7 separate regions of the Mus musculus genome follow, and all the other regions are linked to region 1. A link is a contact called in public Hi-C and promoter capture Hi-C data. All regions are on one chromosome and are shown on one strand. Each heading gives the region's core, a stretch centred on a gene start, on an enhancer-like site or on the middle of the called end of the contact. The rest is flanking DNA. Distances are from core to core; before and after follow the strand shown. Region 1 holds the start of Nktr (natural killer tumor recognition sequence). Region 2 holds the start of Slc25a38 (solute carrier family 25, member 38). Region 3 holds the start of Rpsa (ribosomal protein SA). Region 4 holds the start of Sacm1l (SAC1 suppressor of actin mutations 1-like (yeast)). Region 5 holds the start of Gorasp1 (golgi reassembly stacking protein 1). Region 6 holds the start of Lztfl1 (leucine zipper transcription factor-like 1). Region 7 holds the start of Kif15 (kinesin family member 15).

Region 1 (2,700 bases), core at 14-2,513:
CCTTTGTTCAGAACCGTCACCGTCTTCCTTTTATCCTAGAGCCTGAGTTTTCCTTATTCTGTTCCCTCTACTCCAGCCAGACCGGGACCTTCGCTTTCCCTCAAGAAACACAAGCGCTGTCTCAGAACCCAAGCTAACCGTTGGCTGCCACTACCAAGCACAGTTCTCAAAGGCGTCCCTCCACAGGTTCGGCTTCGCACCTACTCAAATGTCATCTTCTCAAGATGGCCTTTCTCGCTCACCGCCTGACTAAAACAGCACTACTGGAGGGAATGCGGTTTTTACCCCTTCACTTCCTGCCTCTTTCCCCCAGGACGTCAACATAAAAGAAGCAGCAGCCCTGCTTTAGTCACTGCTGCCCTTCCAGAGCCCAGGACAAGCAGCTCTCCTGCGAGTCCACTGCGACCTAAGACGTGGCGCACACCACACACCTCCAGTTAAGATCCCTGTCGGTTGAGAACCGCGCATCCGTACACATGTTCCTGCTCGATACACACGCGACCTTTACATGTGTGCGCACCGATGTGTGCAGCAGCCACCTCTCTGCACACAGAGACGTCGACGCCTCGGGATTAATGAATGGCTGCACACTGGACTTCCAAAAAAAAAAAAAAAAAAACCAAACATCGCGGCCGCAGCCTAGGAGCAATCCCGGGGCTACAGAACCCGCACAAGCCCTTCAGTCTCTCCTCTCCAGCCACGTCTCCCGGAGCCAGTACATTCTCGGGAAGGCTCCCGAGGGACAGCGGAGGGCAGCTGGCCGGCTCGTGACCGCGGCGGCTCCGCAGCTCTGGCCGGCCGAGCCCGCCCCGCCCCGCCCCCGCCCGGCTCCGGCTCCGGCTCCGCCGCGTCCACTTCCACCCCGACCCGGGCCCACAGAGGGGCCCGCCCCGCTCACCCGGTTCCCGGTTGATCTCGATGTCGAAGTGACACTGCGGCCGGTCCTGGGCGCCCATCGCGAGCGCAGCAGCGGGACGGCGGCGAGCTGCGGACAGGGAGGAGGGCGCTGAGGGCAGGCGGGCGGCCGGGCGGGGCGGGGCCCGGCCCGCCTGACAGGGACGCGGCCGACGAGAGGCCGCCCCACCCTGCCCACCCGCCCGCCCGCCCACCCCAGCCGCGGCTACCCGCGCTCCCGTCGAGCTTCTCACCTGGCCGCACAGCTCCGGAGAACGCCCTGCCGGCGCCGCCGGAGCCTAACGTCACCAACGGAACGCCACCTCTTCCCCGTGAGGGCCAGCCGGCGAGCGCCACGCCAGAGCTCGCGAGGCCGGACGCAAGCGTCGCGAGAGTTCGTCTCGCCGCCGAGCGGGGTGTGGGGTCGGAGTAGGCGGTCCGCGCCAGGGCTCTCGTGCCCCGCCCCTCAGGATCCCCTGTCCAATCCCGAGTGCGCAGACGTGTGCGAGCTGTCAACCACGGCTCACTCATGCAGCACCGCGAGATTTCTGATTGCGTGGCCAGTGGATGAACGCAGGGTGAATCCCAGGCTTCCGGCCGACGTGGCGGGTGACCTGTTCTCTCTCGTGGTTGATGCGGTCACGCTGTTTGTCTCGCGTTAAAAGAATCGAGGACCAGATGGAGCCAGATGTGCCTCCCTTGCCCGCCAGGGTGAGACGAGGCTGGCCGCCGGCTCGAGGCCAGCCTGGGTCACTTGAGGCTTTCTCAGAAATACAACGAAAGGAAACAAAAATCAAGGCAACAACAAAACCCCGAAGCAAAACACAAACCGTAGCGTTTACACCTGCGCACCAGCGCTTGGTGGGTAAAGGCAGGAGATTCAGAAGTTCAAGGTCAGCCTGAGATACCTGAGACCTGTGAAGAAACCAAACCAGTTGACAGGAGCGATGGTCTAGCAGTTAAGATGGTCTAGAGGCCGCTTTTGCATTGGACCTGGTTCAAAGCCCAGCTCAATAACCGCATGGTGGCTTACAACCATCTCGTTTCAGGGTTTCCATCGCGCTCCCCTGACCTCCGTGGACACCAAGCATGCACATGGTGCCCAGACATACATGCAGGCAAAACAGAAAGTAAAACCTTACAAAAGGAAAGTCTGTGAGCAATAATACACAGCCTTTAATCCCAGCGGCTCGAGAGGCAGAGGTAGGTGGCTCTCAGTCTGAGGTCAGTCAGTTCTACATATTGTCTTCCTGGCCAGTCAGGGCTAGGTAGATCCTGTCTCAAAACAAAAGGTACACAATAAGAATGTGCTGTTGGGGCTGGCGAGATGGCTCAGTGGTTAAGAGCGCCGACTGCTCTTCTGAAGGTCCCGAGTTCAAATCCCAGCAACCACATGGTGGCTCACAACCATCCATAATGAAATCTGATGCCCTCTTCTGGAGTGTCTGAAGACAGCTACAGTGTACTTACATATAATAAATAAATCTTTTTTAAAAAATGTGCTGTTGTAGAAAATTTTAATCACAATCAGTGTTGAGGTTGGGTCTGTTACATAAAGCAAAATTCCATATCCAAAAACCTAAACCTACGAGTGACTTACCGTCTTTCCAAGCTTTTGTACCTTGTTCCTTAATTTAAAACTGTTGGTTAAATAAAATTGGCTACAGCCAATTACTGGAGGGATTCGAGGTAGGTGGATTTTGAGTTACCTGGGTGGGAAGAGTAAGGAGAAAAGAGAGACCAAGTGTAGAAGGAGGAATGGGAGAGAGGAAGCCCCCATGGGGGGAGGCAAAGGATGAGCACACA
Region 2 (2,700 bases), core at 113-2,612, 1.6 Mb after region 1:
GTCCCAGAACTCACTTTGTAGAACAGGCTGGCCACCTCCCTCTGCCTCCCAAGTGCTGGGATTAAAGATGTGTGCCACCACCACCCAGCGAGCTTAGTTTTCTTATAGTGATGGAGACGAAGGTGCTTTCCTGAAAGGCCACACCTCCAACTTCAAGTTTCGATTTATTTTAGTAGCATACCTTATTATACACGACTTAAAGAAAGCTGAATATTCCAATTTTTTAAGTGTGAGAATAGATCAAAACAACCAGTAAGGGCTAGAGACTAGTCCAAAGTGTATTCTTCCAGAGGGACCATAAGGTTCCCAGCACCCATACAGAAAGGGGTGCTCACAGCTCCAGCTCCAGGAGATACCAACGTTCTCTTTTGGCCTTCTTCGGCATCTGCACTCTTGTGCACCTACCCCCAACACACATAGATAAAAATAAACACTAAAAGCACAATGAGCAAATCGTACTACGCAAAACACGATGGGAGTAAGCAGCATTTCAACAGCCAAATAGTACCACAATTTCTACCACCCCACAGCAAAAAGAAAAACAACAAAATGTCTACGTCCAACACACATCAAAAAGGGAAAGATGGCGGGCCAGAGAGAAAAAAAGTATGCAGTTTTGAAAGACATGGTCCTGGGAGCCACAGCGGTTATCTTTTAAAGACTTCCAAAAAGCTCCAGACATAGGGGAGCACACTCCTTTAGCACTTCGGAGCCAGCCTGGTTTAAATAGCGAGTTTCAGCCCTATCTGAAACACAGTGAGGCCCCGACTCAAAAAAACAAGAATTTTTAAAAGATATTCATCCCCCAAAGCCATGCATCCTCGCCCCACTGAGGCACATCCCAGCCCGGGCCCGCCCTGCACAGCCCCACCTCCGTTTATGGTTGGCAGCAAGAGACTCCGCCCCGCCCCGCCCCCGTCTCCACCAATGGCAGCCCGGCAGCGCAGCCAACCCGACGGAAGGGCGTGGCCTTGGTGAACCCCGAAAGCTAAGGCAGAAGCCTGCAGGGAAGCCGGTCAGGGAAGGTGTCCTGCGGCGGGCGGCTCGAGGTGCCCCGAGGCGCTCTCATCAGTTGCCGTTAGAATATTCTAGAACTAGAATGTTCTCGAAGCACTGTCCCCTGCCCCACAATGCCGCTCCCGTCCCGGTCCCCCTGCTCCCACGAACTCACCATGAGCGTCTCCACCGTGTCCTCTACATCCTGCGACTGCAGCAGCGCCGAGCGTGCCTTCTCGATCACTGGGGACGCGAGCCCGGCCCCGGCGACTGAGAGGCTCCGGGGCTCCGCGCTCACGCCCATCCCTCCCCGCCTGCCCGCCCGGCCTCAGGTCTCATTACCCGAGACAAGCGGCTCGATGTTTCCGGGGGAGGGGAAAGCAGAAGGAAAAAGGTGAGATCCCGCTTCCGGTGACATAGCGTATCCGGCGACGAGATCTCATCGCCACCTGGTGGCTGCACTTAAAACTGCAGGGTCCGTGATTCTCAGTTGCAGAGCCTTCTGCTCGGCGCTTTTTTTTTTTTAAATATTTTTCTTATTAAATATATTTATTTATTTATTTATTCTTAAAGCGCTTTTTGAAATGGGTGACTGGCTGAGTTTTAATTGTATTTAATTTATTTAAGAGCTGAAGGACCGCCGGGCAGTAGAGGCACACGCCTTTAATCCCAGCACTTGGGAGGCAGAGGCGGGCAGATTTCTGAGTTCAAGGCCAGCCTGGTCTACAGAGTTCCACGACAGCCAGGGCTATACAAAGAAACCCTGTCTCAAAAAGAAAAAGAAAAAGGAAAGGAAAGAAAAGAAAAGAAAAAGAACTGAAGCAGGATGAATGCCTTCTCTTTAGACACAAATTTTTAAAAATACAATTCACATTTCTTCTTTTTTGTTTTCTTTATTTTTATTTTTTCAAGACAGGGTTTCTCTGTATAGCCCTGGCTACCTGGAACTCACTAGCTACCCCTGTGTCTCTCTGTGTGGAGACCAGGCTGACCTTGAACTCGTAGAGCTCCACCTGCCTCTTTAATCCCAAGTGCTGGGATTAAAGGCGTGTATACCATGCCTGACTTATTTTTAGTTGTATGTGTGGGTATGTACGTGTGAATGTAGCTTCTTGCAGAGGCCAGAAGCTCACAGGCAGTCCTGAGCTGCCCTGTCTGGGTGCTGGAAACCAACCTCAGGTCCTCTACAAGTGCTCTAACCCAGGCTCTCAAGCCTTGTCTTTATGCTTTTTATATGTTTATTTTGTTCTGTTGTTTAGTTTTTCAAGACAAGGTTTTTCTTTTTTCTTGAGACAGGGTTTCTTTATATAGCCCTGGCTGTCCTGGAACTCACTCTGTAGACCAGGCTGGCCTTGAACTCAGAAATCCACCTACCTCTGCCTCCCAAATGCTAGGATTAAAGGTGTTTGTAGACGCCCGACTCGACAGCAAGAAGGACGCCACAACAGGATTCTTCTGCACACGTTTATTGGGAGAGCTTGATAGTGAAAGCAAAAGCGAAAGACCCCGAGCCCAAAAAACCAGTGCTGCTTATATAGGCCTAGGACAGGCATGTCTACACCCAATTGGTTATGCTTTCAGTACCTCATTTACATGCCTCGGGGCCAGGTCGTGACTCAGCAAAAAAACTCTACTGAACATGCACACATTGGTTGTTTACCCATATTCATGGGCGTCAGCTTATTGAAACCAGCGCCATCTTGT
Region 3 (2,700 bases), core at 65-2,564, 1.6 Mb after region 1:
AGACTCCTGACTGCCTCCTAAACACTAGGATTAAAGGGTGTGAAACCACCACACCCAGCAACAAGTAGTTTAAAGTGGGTGTCCCAGACAGGCTTGCTAGCCTCATAGCCTTGTGAATGGACACTGTGGGAAGGTAAGGCATACGCATGTGGCAGTGACCACTACCAAACTCCAGTCATAGAGGCAAGCTCTACTGGTGTTAGCGAAAATCCTGCCATAAATTCAATGTAGCACACTTCCGACACTCAGAAGTTCACTGGCCAAGACTGGCCTCCACTCTGAGCTTTAATAGTGTGCAGGGTCAGTCAGTCCTCCATGACCTCTGGCCCCTTCCCACACATCCTCTTAGTTACATCACAAGCCAGAGTAGCACTCCAACACCAACCATTCAGTTACCAGGCACTATACCCATTAGAGCACCATAGTCAGGAACTGACTATCACAGGTGGCAACTGACCGTCACTTTTCCTTTTGTAGATGTACTGCTCCATCTGAAAGTCAAGGTTGGTGCCACCTAAGTGGGTTCCCGCAGCAAGGAATTTGAGGACATCCTCCTCCTTCATCTGCAGGACGTCAAGGGCTCCGGACATTGTGTAAGTTTCCCTTTAAGTTACGATGGGAATCTAAAAAAGGAATAAAATTCATCTTTTTTCTTCTGACACTAGAACTCACAAGATTGCCCTGCCTCCTGAGAGGGGGACTAAAGGCGTATGCCACTAGGCGCAGCACATCATCTGAGCTGAAATGGGTTGTGTTCTTATTCCTCCTTGCCTTTCGATTTTTCTGGCCACCTAGTCACTAAGGAAAGTGACTTTGTCAGCAGAGCACATATAGAAAAACTGGACAGTTGAAGTTAGCGCCTCCGCAGGCACACTGACTACAGGATAGCTACTTAAGTATAGCTGCTTCTTTGCACCGAGAGTTGCGCAAAGGCGGCCATGATCGGGGTGCTTCGGGAGTTGTATTTCGAGACTGGCCGGCAGTTCCCGTCCCATCTCCATGCGCCTCACAAGCACTTTTCCCAGCATCTTGCCGACAGGGCCCTCGAGCGTGGCGCGAACCGCAGAAGGGCCCCGCAGTGGCGCCCGCCCCACCTAACTGCGGGCCAGCACGTGGCGCTGCCGCCAGGAGCCAAGCCGCCCCGGCACACGCAGCCTCGGCGCCCTCCGCGCCCACCCATGGCGCGGGAAGCTAGTAAGCGCGCGTCCCGCGGCGTCCGGAGACGCCGAGGGCTCCACGTGAGACTCACCAAGAACAACGCCGTATGGACCCGTCCCCGGGTAGCGCGAAAGGACGGGCGGCCGGAAATGACGTCCTTAAATAACCCACAGCCAGCCAATGGCAAAGCAGGCTAAGCAAAAAGGGAGAACTTCCGCTCCGGAAAAAGCCTCTGGCGCACGCGCAGATTCAGTGAGTGGGCCCGCTGTAGCGCGCGCGGAGCGGAAGTTAAAGTGGCCCGCGCCTGCGCGGCTGCAGTCGCTGCACAGACCCCAGGCCGGAAGTAGCTGGGGCGAGGGGGGGGAGTGGGGGGGGGGGAGCGAGCGTGGAAAGTCCGTAGCTTTTGGTCCGCTGAGTGACGAATAGGCTTCAAGCTGGGCCACCTATGTCAGGATTAACTCCAGGAGCACACACCCGCCTGCCCCTCTGGTACTGGCTCCTTCCTACATTTGAGAACTACAAAATAGTAGTTACCCAGTAAGATATTACAAAAGTGTTGAAGGGAGCAGGGAGAAATTTGGATGCGTCATCTATTTACAAAGCGTTTATTACTGTATTCCATGTCTCAAGTAATCTAGAGATGACTTGGAGTCTGTGGGAGGGTTGTGGTTATTAGAAAATACCAGACTATTTTTGTTTTGTTTTGTTTTTCGAGACAGGGTTTCTCTGTACAGCCCTGGCTGTCCCGGAACTCACTTTATTGACCAGGCTGGCCTCGAACTCAGAAATCCGCCCGCCTCTGCCTCCGGAGTGCCGGGGCTAAATAAAGGCGTGTGCCACCACGCCCAGCTCAGACCATTTTATATTAGGGACTTGAGCATCTATGGGTTTGGCATCCATAGGTGGTTCTGGAACAAATCCCACAGATACTGAAGGATAACCATATATGCATACAACAAAAATAATAGATCAAAAACCCAGAGGAGTGTGGGTGCAGCTCCGTGGTAGAGTACTAACATCGAAAGGCTCTGGGTTTCTTCAGTTCTTGCTGGGGCAAGAGGACCATGAATTTGAAGCTATAGTCATACTCTGTCTCAAAAATAAATATAAAACGGTAAAACTAAAAAGAACAAAGCATTTAACTTGCCACATCGTGAATGTGTATCAAGATATCTTGTTAAGTAAAACAGAATATTCTAAAATCTATTAAGTGGTATGTTCAGGTCAGGTAGTGGTGGCCTATGCCTGTAATCCTAGCCAGCACTCAGGAGACAGAGGCAAGCAGATCTCTACGAGTTGAAAGCTAGTCTAATCTACAAAAATGAGTTCCAGGACAGCCAAAGCTACACAGAGAAACCCTGTCTTTAAAAAAAAGAAAAAATAGAGTGGCCTAGCTCCCTGCGGCTGTCCTTGGTCACGCTTGGTACCAGGCTGAAGCAGTCAAGATGACCTTATTTCAGCTTAGAAGTGAGCACTGGGTTCATATACTTGTCCCTGTAGGATTTGTCTTTGGGTATTATCTAGACAGAAAGGATGGTGAAA
Region 4 (2,700 bases), core at 26-2,525, 1.8 Mb before region 1:
GTTCAGCCCTTCAACAACTATCAGGTGGACAATAACCTAATTTGCCAGTAAAGGACATGTGACTCGGGCCGGACATAGACCAGTAAGTACACTTTGCTTCAACTGTCACCAATAAGGTGATTATTCACTTTACAAAGGAAAACTAATTAAAAGAAATGTGGAAGGAAGGGTGGCGCTGGGCTTTTCAAAGAGAACTGTATGTAGCAAGCAGAAGAGGCATAAAGGGTGAACACAGCAAAACATGAAAAGTGTTGGGCAGATGGCCTCCCTCCAAATTCTGGACTCATAACTTTACACCTTCAGTTATTCATTGGGCGTACCCAAACTACATTTGTTTCCTGCAAACGAACTGGGATGTCTATGTCTAATTAACAGGATAATTTAACTTGGCTTTTCGAAAGTTATATTTGCTTCTGCTACTAAAGGCATTCCCAGACCGTGGTAAATTATTAAAGCGGTTAGGGCGAAGTTATTCACAAACAAGGAGTGTAGGTGCTGAGGGTAACACAAGAGAAATTATCCCCCATCTCCTCTAACCCAGGACGAGCCAAAGAGCTTATAAATGTCTATTTTTTTTTTTTTTTGCACCTCTAAACATCCAGTGGCTGGGCCTCAAAACCTCAAGTCCTGGCTTTGCCAAAACTCAACATTGCTACGCCAAAATAGAGGCGAGCCTACTGTAGCTGTCGACGCAGTCTGTTGGAATAAGCACAGTAAATTCGACCGGCCCTTAGGACATCTGACTAAATTATTGCTGCGCCCTAAGAAGGACCCGTCATTGAGACTCCCAGGCCCAGAAAGCCTGAAACCAAGAGAAAGGTTAGCTCTGCCGGCGGACGTCAGAGCACGCCCGGTGAAAAAGGCCTCTCCCGGAGGCCACCCAGGGAAAGCTGGCTGCAGCCTCCGGTGCTGCGGGCTGCGGCTCGGCTCACCGCGCCAGGTCCAGCGGCGGGCGAGGCTGCGGGACACTGGCCTACGCTGCAGCCAGGCTGGACGGGGAAAGCCCAGCCCGCGAGCTCGGCCGGTGCGGGCCGCACACTCCCGGGCCTCGGCGCCCGCTCGCCCCTCCGCCCTTCCTGTCAGCGGCCGCAGCCCGCGGGACTCACAGCTTCAGATGCTCGTAGGCTGCGGCCGCCATCGTGCAGCTTCCTCCTCTTCGCTCCACCCGCAGTGTAGCCCGCTGCCACCCCGGCTCCGCGGCGACCGCTCCCCAGGCGCGGTGGTCAAGGAGCCTCGGCCTGGCCCCACCCCCTCCCGGGTCCGCCTCTCGGGCGAGCACGGGAGCCGGCGGCGGACAAACCAGTGAGCTGCGAGGCACGCCTCCGATGCGCGGATTGGAGCGGACCAAAGAACGCCGTGACGTCGCCTCTGGGGATTGGTGTAACGCGTTGCAGAGAAAGGCGGAGTCCCGGTAGCTTTGCACTGAGTCGCGACATTCAACAAACCGACCAGACTGAGGTTAGAAGCAGGAAGCATAGTGAAGCTGTGTAATTGGAGATCACTTATCGTGGAGGAGGCCTCCTCAGCACCGGGCCAGTGGCGCAATGGATAACGCGTCTGACTACGGATCAGAAGATTCTAGGTTCGACTCCTGGCTGGCTCGACGTGTGCGATCTTTTTCCTGAACCTTGGAAGGCCTGCTTGAAAAGGATCATAGCTAGATTGTCAAGGTCAAATGTCTTACGTTTTAATGTTGCTTTGCGAAAAAATAATACCTTCTTGGCTGTATTTGAAACCCGGAGTTACCTAAAACGGTTTGCAAGTTTCCTAGCTCCCCTGTTCTTAAAATTGCGCAGGAGTCTGGAAATGTACTCTTACGAAAACACTCTTGAGAGTGGAGGTTTGCAATCAGGGACAGGGACATGCGTGGCCAATGTCTTCCCACCCGATGACGGAAAAATCTCACCGAAAGCTCCTAGCTGGTAGAACACAGACGGCACTGACATGAGAAGGGCGTAGCTTCTGCTCTTCATGATTGGTACAGCGGCCTTGGCTAGCTCCGCTTGCAAAGCCGACCTAGCCTCCACTGCACAAGGAAACCTTAAAAATTCGGGGATTTCGCAGTAAGAGGCCCAGAAAAACGAGTACATGAACATTTTACGTAAGACCTGAGATAGCCAGAAACAGATGTGACGAAGGTGGATCGGGAGCAGGGCTCAGCCTATTCATTAACCAGTCACTCCATGATTAAGTTGTCCTAGAAAACATACCCCACTCCCCAGGAGTTTATTAAAACTGTATCAGATAAAGGAAATTATTGGGGCAGAATTAGACCAAGGACCAAGGGGTGTGGCTCACTCCTGCAGTCCATACTGCTGGATATAGACCAGGCCAAATGGCTGCCTTTGCTTTCCAGAGTACTGGAATTTAAGGTACAAGATACCATACCAGGCTTCTACACTTCTGAGGATTTAGTTTGCTTTTAATGAAGTTATAGTGGGTTGTTTCTCGAGACCGGGTTTCCCTGTGTAGTTTTGACTGTCCTGGAACTTGCTCTGTAACCAGGCTGGCCTCCAACTCAGAGATCCCTGCCTCTGCCTCCTGAATACTGGTGTAAAAGCACGCACCACTACTGCCCAGCTAACAGTATTTTTTGTTTGCTCTTTAATTTTTTGTCTGAGATTTGAGATCATTAATATGCATTGTTGTCAGTTTTAGCACTTAAAAAAAATGAGGGTTTTTTTTTTTTGTTTTGTTGTG
Region 5 (2,700 bases), core at 72-2,571, 1.8 Mb after region 1:
GGAGTGGTCATTTTCAGGGTCTCCATGTCCTCCGCTATACACATCTTGGTATCTTTCACAGCTAAAGAAGCTGAAGCCCAGGGAGACACAGCCCATGGAGATCACACAGTAATTGGGGCTGAGATTTCAAAGCAAAAGCTCACTTCCTCTAAGGTTTGTGGGTGTTGAGTTGGGGATAGATGTGGTTAGGTCGTAAAAGCCTCATGGGCCATTTGAAAGAGCCTAGACGTCAGACAGGGTCATCAACAGGAACCAGCTCGAATGGCTTTAAGTAGGGGAGTGAAGTTTTCAGATTTTTAAAACTTTTGGCAGAGCCTGGTGTTCATGTATCCCAGACTGGCCTCAAACTCAACTATGGTGAGTTTCTGACCCTCCCTCCCCACCTCTCCGGTGCTAGGATTAAAGGCACCTACCACCACACCTGTTTTATGGCTATCAGGGCTTGGTGCATATTCTAGGAACTGAGCCAGATCCCCAGTTACCTCAAATGATATTCTAAAGAAATGACTCTGGCTGTTGCGTGCAGTGATGTGTGGGTGGCTGCAGGTGGCACATGGGTAATGCCAGGCAGTAGTGCTGGTGCAAAGAGCCCAAGTAGAGAAACCAGGCCAGAGGTGTCTAAGGGAGAGATACATGGTGGCTCTGGAGACTTTGGAAGCTGACACTTCTCGTTAGATTAGGAACAGGGTTGGAGGTGGGCATAGACCTCATAGCAGTGGAACACAGATGGCTTAGGTGGGAGGCAGATGCGATAATGGACAGGCACGGATTGGTTTGGGGGATAGGATCAGGTCTGGGTGCTAATTTGAGGCTAGGGGTGCAGAGGACACTGAGGGGAAATGCTTTGGTTAGGGAGCTGAGGAAGATGGAAGGACTTCTAGAAGCTGCCAGAGTAGTGAACAGAGGGGTAGAGGTGGTTGGGGGGTGGAAGTAGCCTAAGAGTAGAGATGGCCAGAGGGCAGGCAGCAGGGTGGATGGTGTGGCAGAGGGTGGCCCAAGGGCAGATGGCCAGAGAAAGCAGAAAGGTAACCCCAGAGCAGAAATGGTCAGAGAGCAGAGAGCTAGCCCAGGGCAGCAGTCCTGACTGCAGAAGTAGTCCCGAGCGCAGGCGGCCCAGAGTTCACGCACCATGAGAGAGGAGTCATCGCTGCTCATGGCTGCAGCCCGGCTCAGGTGATGACCGGCTGAGCGGGATTCCCAGCTCTGGCCGCCCAATTCGCAGCCCAGCTCACGGCCGGAAGTCTAAGGCGCGCGCGTCCTTGGCAACCTGGCTGCTGGCCTGTTGCTAAGAACTGTGACATCCGGGAGGGCGTGGCCTGGCCCCACGTGACTAGGCCACGCAGCAGCGGGAGAGGGCGGCCATGGGGCTAGGGGCAAGCAGCGAGCAGCCGGCGGGCGGCGAGGGCTTCCATCTGCACGGGGTGAGCCGGGGTGGTGGAAGATCACCAGGGAGGGTTGCACAGCCCCGAGGCCTGCAGTGACCTCCCTGCATGCCTTGCGAGGCCCAGCGCGTCCAAGATCCGAGGCCCCTTCTCTAAGGAGCATTGCAAGGGGCTGGGAGAGCTCGTGGGCTTTGGGAAAGCTGCTGAAGAGGGGGTGAAGTGGCCAGAATGACTGGAGCCAGGGTGGGCATTGGGACCCCAGAGTGAAACATCCCGAGACCTAGATGGGGCCCTACGTGTCACTTGCAGGGAGGTACGAGCGAACAGGCTGCTGGGAAGTATAGTCTGGTTGATAAAGAACGCCGTATGGAGTTGGGGATAGAAAGATCTTTGAACTCAGCTCCCCTGTTTTGCCCCTTTGAAAAGCAGGTAGATGCAGAGCTGTGTGGAGGCGGGCAGGTTTGTCAGGTTGTCTGGCTGTTGGGTCAGCCTGCCTGCCTTCATTCCTTCAGACAGGATCTTGGTACTTAGTTCAAGCTGTTGTTAAACTCTCAGCTGCTCTTTCTCGGTTCCTCTTAAATCTTATCTATCTATCTATCTATCTATCTATCTATCTATCTATCTATCTATCTATTTATTTTGTGGGTGTCTCATTATGTATCCCCGACTGGCCTGGAACTTGCTATGTAGGCTAGACTGGGCTGGAACCTACAGAAATCCATCTGCGTGCGCCTGCCTCCTGAGCCATTATGCCTCTCTGGTCTATGTCAAAGGAAGTCTGGAGTCAGGGCTAGGGAAGCGGTTTCTAGCTGGAGAGCCACATTGGCTTTACAGATCAAAGTGACAAGATTTGTGCTTGGGGGTTGGCAGACATTGGGATGCATCCAACCGGGGGTGTTTTAAAACAGGTTCACGGGAAGTCAGGAGTTTGGGATCTTTGCACAAGGGCTGAGGGAAGTGAGGTGGTGGGGGTGGTGGACGGAGTGAAGGCAAGGGGGGCTGGTTAAAGGGGGACAGGTTGATCAGGTCAGAGGATGAGGACCCGTTACAGAGATGTGTTTTTGGTGTGTGTGTTGTTTTTGTTTGTGCACACGAGTGTGCAAACCAGAGGTTTTAGATCCCTTTAAGTTGGAGTTATAGGCATTTGGGAGCTGTCACACTTGCATGCTGGGGACTCAACCCAGGTCGTCTGATAGAATAATAGGCTCTTTTAACTGCTGACCTATTTCTCCAGTCCCTTTGTTTGTTTGCTTGTTTTTTCTTTGAGACAGGGTTTCTCTATGTAGCCCTGGCTGTCCTGGAACTCACTCTGTAGATC
Region 6 (2,700 bases), core at 143-2,642, 2.0 Mb before region 1:
CTACCCACCCACTCCCCCTTTTTGGCCCTGGCGTTCCCCTGTACTGGGGCATATAAAGTTTGCAAGTCCAATGGGCCTCTCTTTGCAGTGATGGCCGACTAGGCCATCTTCTGCTACATATGCAGCTAGAGACAAGAGCTCCGGGGTACTGGTTAGTTCATATTGTTGTTCCACCTATAGGGTTGCAGTTCCCTTTAGTTCCTTGGGTGCTTTCTCTAGTTCCTCCATTGGGGGCCCTGTGGTCCATTCAATAGCTGACTGTGAGCATCCACTTCTGTGTTTGCTATGCCCGACCTAAAGCTGTACTACAGAGCAATTGTGATAAAAACTGCATGGTACTGGTATAGCGACAGACAAGTAGACCAATGGAACAGAATTGAAGACCCAGAGATGAACCCACACACCTATGGTCACTTGATCTTTGACAAGGGAGCTAAAACCATCCAGTGGAAAAAAGACAGCATTTTTCAACAAATGGTGCTGGCACAACTGGCTGTTATCATGTAGAAGATTGCGAATTGATCCATTCCTATCTCCTTGTACTAAGGTCAAATCTAAGTGGATCAAGGAACTTCACATAAAACCAGAGACAGTGAAACTTATAGAGGAGAAAGTAGGGAAAAGCCTCGAAGATATGGGTACAGGGGAAAAATTCCTGAATAGAACAGCAGTGGCTTGCGCTGTAAGATCGAGAATCAATAAATAGGACCTCATAAAATTGCAAAGCTTCTGCAAGGCAAAAGACACCGTCAATAAGACAAAAAGATCACCAACAGATTTGGAAAGGATCTTTACCTATCCCAAAACTTGAAGATTCTAATGACTCAAGTTAGACTTCATAAGTGAAAACTTCCGCCAGGGAGATCAGGACGTTATTCCACAACCTTCTCCTGGCGAATCTAGTGTTTGTCTCTCTAATTCACTACTCTATATAAACCTATGTTTTTGCACATTTTTTTTCCAAAAAGGTAAAGTTATTCTCTTCTGCCAGCGTTATAAAACAATGCAGATGGAGGAAGGGCGTGCACCAGGGCCAGCATGAGCTTGATAGCCGGATGCAGTCACGCTGAAGCCCTGTTCACTCAGCCTGTTCTTCTCAGAGGTCTGGAACCACCAGCTCTGGATCCCGGTGCCAAAGCCCAACTTCTGTCCTGATTGTAGGCAAACACGCTGGCACCTAAGGCGCTGCTCAGCTCCCCCCCCCCACCCCCGACCGGAAATTTCTCTGTTGCCATTGGCAACGGCAGGCACCGCCCCAGGTTAGCGTGGCAAGAAAAGGTGGGACTTCCGGATCTCAAAGCCAATGTACCCGCGGAAATTAGCCAGTTACGCAACATCATCCGTCACGTGACACTGAGAGCCAATGATAGCGTGCAAGCGAGGGCCCACGTGTCTCCGTTCCCATTGGCAACGCGCGGCTTCTAAACAACCTCCGTTCCTCAGGCCCCGGTGCCGGCCTCCCTGTTTCCTGTCGGATCCGCCGCCACCATGGTGAGTGTCCTGGTCGGGAGAGGCCCAGCCGGGGTGCGGAGGGCGAGCGAGCGAGCGAGCGAGCGGGGCCTCGCCGGGGAGGGAGTCACGTCGGCCGAGCCGCGGGGACAGCTTCTTGCTGAAGCCTTCCTCCGGCCTTGTCGCCTCGTCCTTGGCTGTGGTCTGGGAAGCCCTGGCCGACACAGCCGCACACATTTGCCAGGGTGAAGAATGACGGGCTGGTTCCAACTTTCTGTGTGAACTTGGTTGAATCTAATTTTCTGAAGCACCTGATTTTACAACTGACTAATTATCGGTGCTGTTTTCTTTGTTTGGACGTCTGACGACCATTTGGGTATTAGAGTTCGGGCTTACTTTGAGACAGATAAAACTGAAGCGAAAACGCCAGTCCATCCAACCTTTCATCGTACAATTAATTTAAATAGCTGGGCATAGAGAAGTTATTGAAAGTGAAGCTCAAGTGGGTTGCTGACATATCCCAGCAATCAATTCCTAGTAAGTGTCACTTTGTATACATCTAAACAAAACAGACCATTTCTTAAACCATCCTGAGCTAGGAACTGGTCCTGCTTCTGATGTCAAAAACGAAAAAAAAAAAAAAATTACGCTAGTGGCTTCACAAAAAAGTTAGTACTTGTTTGTGTTCTTACTCTTTTATGTCATTGTGATAACACTTGGAAACCGGGTGTAGATGATTTGTCAAACAATGCACATAAAATAAACACTTTAAGCAATAAGCTCACTCTTTTTTAAAAAAAATTATCCTTTAAAGATTTTATACATTCATACAATGTATTTTAAATCCCCTAGCATCTTCCAGAATTATTGTTTACTTCCTGTCCTGTTTTTTTTAAGCCTACCTAGTCCAATTTATGCTGCACATATACTCATGTGTGTGGGACCATCACCTTCCTTGGGCCACACTCTTAAAAGAAACTGTCTCTCTGCCCTTCATAAATCTTCAGCCGTCAGTAACTGCTCAGCTAGAAGTGCGATCTCATAAACCCCTCCCCGTCTCTGTGCTGGATTGTTGATTGGCACCTTTGTGCAGGTGACCACAGTTGTGAGTTTCTAGGCCAGCAGTTCTGTCATGTCTAGAAGACAGTTTTTGTTGTTGCTGTTTCAAGACAGGGTTTCTCTGTTTAGTCCTGTCTATATTGGAATCCTCTCTGTAGTCCAGCCTGACCTTGAACTCAGATTCACTTGCCT
Region 7 (2,700 bases), core at 76-2,575, 1.2 Mb before region 1:
TCAGCCGAAAAACAAAGGAAAAAAAAAAAAACCACACATGCCAGCACCCATATTCAGAAGCTCACAACCACTCATAATGCTAGCTCTAGAGTATCCAACCACTCCACGGCCATCTTCACCCACACAAGCAACCTACACACAAACTACACTCGCAGCTGTGCACACATATACACATGCATGTGCACTCACATACACACCAATAATTAAAAATAATTTAAGAAAGATAATAGGCAATATAAGAGGTGGCACTCATATACGTTGGAAGTGGGGGATTAAATCAATCTCTTTGTGATGAAAACAGATTAATATATATATTAGTCTACTCATAATCTGCACTTCTTTTTTCTATGTTTTTTTCCTCAGCCATCAATCACAATCTAAAACAACTAAATAGAAAATTCAGAATGAAACAATTTCTAAGCCTTTTTTTTTTTTTTTTTTTAAACAAGGTCTCAATATAAAGCCTCATGCTACACAACTCTTTTTAGCCAGGTACTATAAACACTACTCTCCTAACAGTCTCAGCCATTTGTTATTAGATCAAGTGGCTATATCACAATGCTTGTGTTCAAGTGACTTTTGGATACTAACTCTGTCATACTGTCTACAGAATTTCTCTCAGCAAGTAGACACCGTAGAATCTCATAGGATAAAAGACCGGTATAATAAGACACTATGTCAAAGACTACTTTCAAATAACTATTACTGTCTATTACTATAATTGAGGCAAAGACTACTTTCAAATAACTATTACTGTCTATTACTATAATTGAGGTATTTTAGTATTAGCTAATCTTAGTACACTTAGTTTACAGAGCACATTATCTATAGGGTTCTGTACTAAGATACAGTTCTGGTTTCAGGAACTCATGAAGTCTTGCATGAAGAATGGGAACTGTTGTAAAGGGACCGTTGCAATTCGCTTTAAAGTTCCCTCCTCTGAGGGTAGGCCACCGAAGGGAACACAAATCCCTTCCCTTCAAAAAAGGCAGAAATAGGTAATCAAGCATCAAGTGCAGCGCAAGGGCCGCCCTCAGGACACCAGAAGCCAGCAAGGAAACAGCAGGGTCCCATGCACAGAGAAGAGCGCTCGGGTGTAGGGTGGCCGAGGCGGGACGCCCGCGCTCCGTGAGGAACTCGGGTTCCCACTGCGTGTGCCGTCGTCGCCCTCGCGGGGCGCCCTAAGAGGTGACGCCCCGTAGCACCGGCATCTGCCAGCGGCGATGAGTTCACCAGGCAGGCTCGCAACTTACATTTGCAGCCGGGGGCCATGGCGACCCCGTCCGAGATTCGCTTACGCCAGGACCACCAGAATCCTCCCTTCAAGATGGCCGCAGATTTGAATTTGGCGCCCCAACGGACCACGCCTCCTGGGCGTGGTCGGATGGCGTCACTAACACGGTCTACGTCAGAAGTCCGCGCGGGCGACAGACACTTTGTACCCTGCCAAGTCTGCCGAGTGCTATTTATTGTTGGTCAGAACCAGAACTACCATGAGCAAGCGGAACCAAGTGTCCTATGTGCGGCCCGCAGAGCCCGCCTTCCTGTCCCGCTTCAAAGAGAGAGTCGGCTACAAGGAGGGGCCCACCGTAGAGACCAAGGTGAGGCCGCGGGAGTCGCCCCGAGTCAGACCCTCTATCTCCACCCCACTTCCGGCTCCTCGGTGCCGACGTAACTGACAGGTCCCTCACTCGCGACCAGCCGGACCCCAGGTCTGGCCTCTCGGGTCCAGGAATTCTTACTTGCAGGGTGCTATTCTTGAAAACGACCTAGCCCTAGTAGCTAGTCTAGACAGCTTTTCTGTCCTTTCTTACTTGCGGATCTCACTTTACCTGAGCAAGGTGATTGACAGCGTCGTCCCCTTTTTCAGATAAGGAGACCGAAGCCACTTGATTAAACGACTCGAATCAGGAGTCTTTGAAGGAATCAGCCAGGACTAGTAGAACCCCTGCTGTTTACCAAGCTGTGTGTCTCAAGATAGGGAAATGAAACAGTACTTCTCAAAGGGGGTTGTCTAATGAAGGTAACATTGAAAACACAATGCGTTCTTGCTGCCGAGAAGCTATGCACAGGTCAAACAAGAGGACATGCAGTTGTGTTCAAAAGCGCATCTAGGGATTCTTTAGTTTTGAGGGCTAGCTATGTAAGAGATGGCCTGGAGCATCCTAGACACAGTTTGAGAAAAAAAGACAGACATAATGGACAGTTGAGTACTCAAACTTAGTTGTCTAGACTCTTAGAAGCTGTGAAAGTTACATGGGATAAAATATAGTAGTGGGCAAAGGCCAAGTCATGCAGGGTATTCCCCATAAGATGACTGCCCAAAATTAAATATTAGACAGTTGCTTGAAAAATGAGATAATTCTGTATTTATCTCAAAGTATGCAAAACCTTTCTTAGTTAAAAAGTAGAAATGTTTTGACTTAGCTGACAAAATATAATTGTTACATTTGTACAGTGAGTACTAGGTTTCTGTTTGATAAATTTCAAAAGTTAAACAATTATGTACAGTATTGTTTATGTACAAAACCTTTTATATAACTATTTGTGTGTCCTTGAATAGCAGCTAATAGTATCTGCTGGGCAGTGGTGGCACATGTCTTTGAATCCTAGAACTCAGAATGAAGAAGCAGGCAGATCTCTGACTTCCAGACCAGCCTGATCTACAAATGGAGTTGCAGGGCAATGAAGGCTAAACAG

Evidence for each region. Promoter capture Hi-C pulls out the DNA fragments that hold promoters and counts their contacts. A called contact is a pair of places that touch in the nucleus more often than the background predicts. Capture Hi-C pulls out chosen DNA fragments and counts their contacts.
Region 2: a contact with region 1 is called in a promoter capture Hi-C map of liver, with 6 times the contacts expected there. The contact joins the promoter of Slc25a38 here to the promoter of Nktr in region 1. A contact is called at or near these places in 6 of 39 promoter capture datasets (embryonic stem cells, erythroid cells, liver and 2 more) and 3 of 115 datasets of contacts at active chromatin or transcription factors (astrocytes, extraembryonic endoderm stem cells and stem cell-derived neural progenitor cells).
Region 3: a contact with region 1 is called in a Hi-C map of B cells, with 5 read pairs. The contact joins the promoter of Rpsa here to the promoter of Nktr in region 1. A contact is called at or near these places in 6 of 39 promoter capture datasets (the C10 cell line, erythroid cells, liver and 2 more), 1 of 484 Hi-C or Micro-C datasets (B cells) and 2 of 115 datasets of contacts at active chromatin or transcription factors (astrocytes and cardiomyocytes).
Region 4: a contact with region 1 is called in a promoter capture Hi-C map of liver, with 5 times the contacts expected there. The contact joins the promoter of Sacm1l here to the promoter of Nktr in region 1. A contact is called at or near these places in 1 of 39 promoter capture datasets (erythroid cells) and 1 of 9 other capture datasets (liver).
Region 5: a contact with region 1 is called in a promoter capture Hi-C map of pre-B cells, with 7 times the contacts expected there. The contact joins the promoter of Gorasp1 here to the promoter of Nktr in region 1. A contact is called at or near these places in 2 of 39 promoter capture datasets (liver and pre-B cells), 1 of 115 datasets of contacts at active chromatin or transcription factors (extraembryonic endoderm stem cells) and 1 of 9 other capture datasets (liver).
Region 6: a promoter capture Hi-C map of erythroid cells shows a contact between it and region 1, with 7 times the contacts expected there. The contact joins the promoter of Lztfl1 here to the promoter of Nktr in region 1. A contact is called at or near these places in 3 of 39 promoter capture datasets (erythroid cells, liver and pre-B cells) and 1 of 9 other capture datasets (adipose tissue).
Region 7: a contact with region 1 is called in a promoter capture Hi-C map of embryonic stem cells, with 3 times the contacts expected there. The contact joins the promoter of Kif15 here to the promoter of Nktr in region 1. A contact is called at or near these places in 1 of 39 promoter capture datasets (embryonic stem cells), 1 of 484 Hi-C or Micro-C datasets (B cells) and 1 of 115 datasets of contacts at active chromatin or transcription factors (embryonic stem cells).

Annotation. Positions count from the first base shown.
Region 1 is chr9:121,717,744-121,720,443 of GRCm38.p6, reverse strand. It overlaps Nktr (natural killer tumor recognition sequence), which reads right to left and starts at 1,263. Exons shown (of 17, transcript NM_010918.2): 1 at 1,149-1,263; 2 at 899-985. The coding sequence starts at 956.
Region 2 is chr9:120,109,044-120,111,743 of GRCm38.p6, reverse strand. It overlaps Slc25a38 (solute carrier family 25, member 38), which reads right to left and starts at 1,362. Exons shown (of 7, transcript NM_144793.2): 1 at 1,172-1,362. The coding sequence starts at 1,300.
Region 3 is chr9:120,126,380-120,129,079 of GRCm38.p6, reverse strand. It overlaps Rpsa (ribosomal protein SA), which reads right to left and starts at 1,314. Exons shown (of 7, transcript NM_011029.4): 1 at 1,250-1,314; 2 at 458-623. The coding sequence starts at 590. LOC115485682 (a small nucleolar RNA gene) reads right to left here and starts at 300; the gene lies at 145-300.
Region 4 is chr9:123,528,328-123,531,027 of GRCm38.p6, reverse strand. Sacm1l (SAC1 suppressor of actin mutations 1-like (yeast)) reads right to left here and starts at 1,275. Exons shown (of 20, transcript NM_030692.5): 1 at 1,107-1,275. The coding sequence starts at 1,138. n-TRacg2 (a tRNA gene) reads left to right here and starts at 1,531; the gene lies at 1,531-1,603.
Region 5 is chr9:119,936,179-119,938,878 of GRCm38.p6, reverse strand. Gorasp1 (golgi reassembly stacking protein 1) reads left to right here and starts at 1,321. Exons shown (of 9, transcript NM_028976.2): 1 at 1,321-1,421. The coding sequence starts at 1,362. It overlaps Ttc21a (tetratricopeptide repeat domain 21A), which reads right to left and starts at 1,273. Exons shown (of 29, transcript NM_028735.3): 1 at 1,129-1,273. The coding sequence starts at 1,155.
Region 6 is chr9:123,716,317-123,719,016 of GRCm38.p6, reverse strand. It overlaps Lztfl1 (leucine zipper transcription factor-like 1), which reads left to right and starts at 1,392. Exons shown (of 10, transcript NM_033322.3): 1 at 1,392-1,491. The coding sequence starts at 1,489.
Region 7 is chr9:122,949,706-122,952,405 of GRCm38.p6, reverse strand. It overlaps Kif15 (kinesin family member 15), which reads right to left and starts at 1,325. Exons shown (of 35, transcript NM_010620.1): 1 at 1,254-1,325. The coding sequence starts at 1,272. It overlaps 1110059G10Rik (RIKEN cDNA 1110059G10 gene), which reads left to right and starts at 1,406. Exons shown (of 3, transcript NM_025419.4): 1 at 1,406-1,601. The coding sequence starts at 1,494.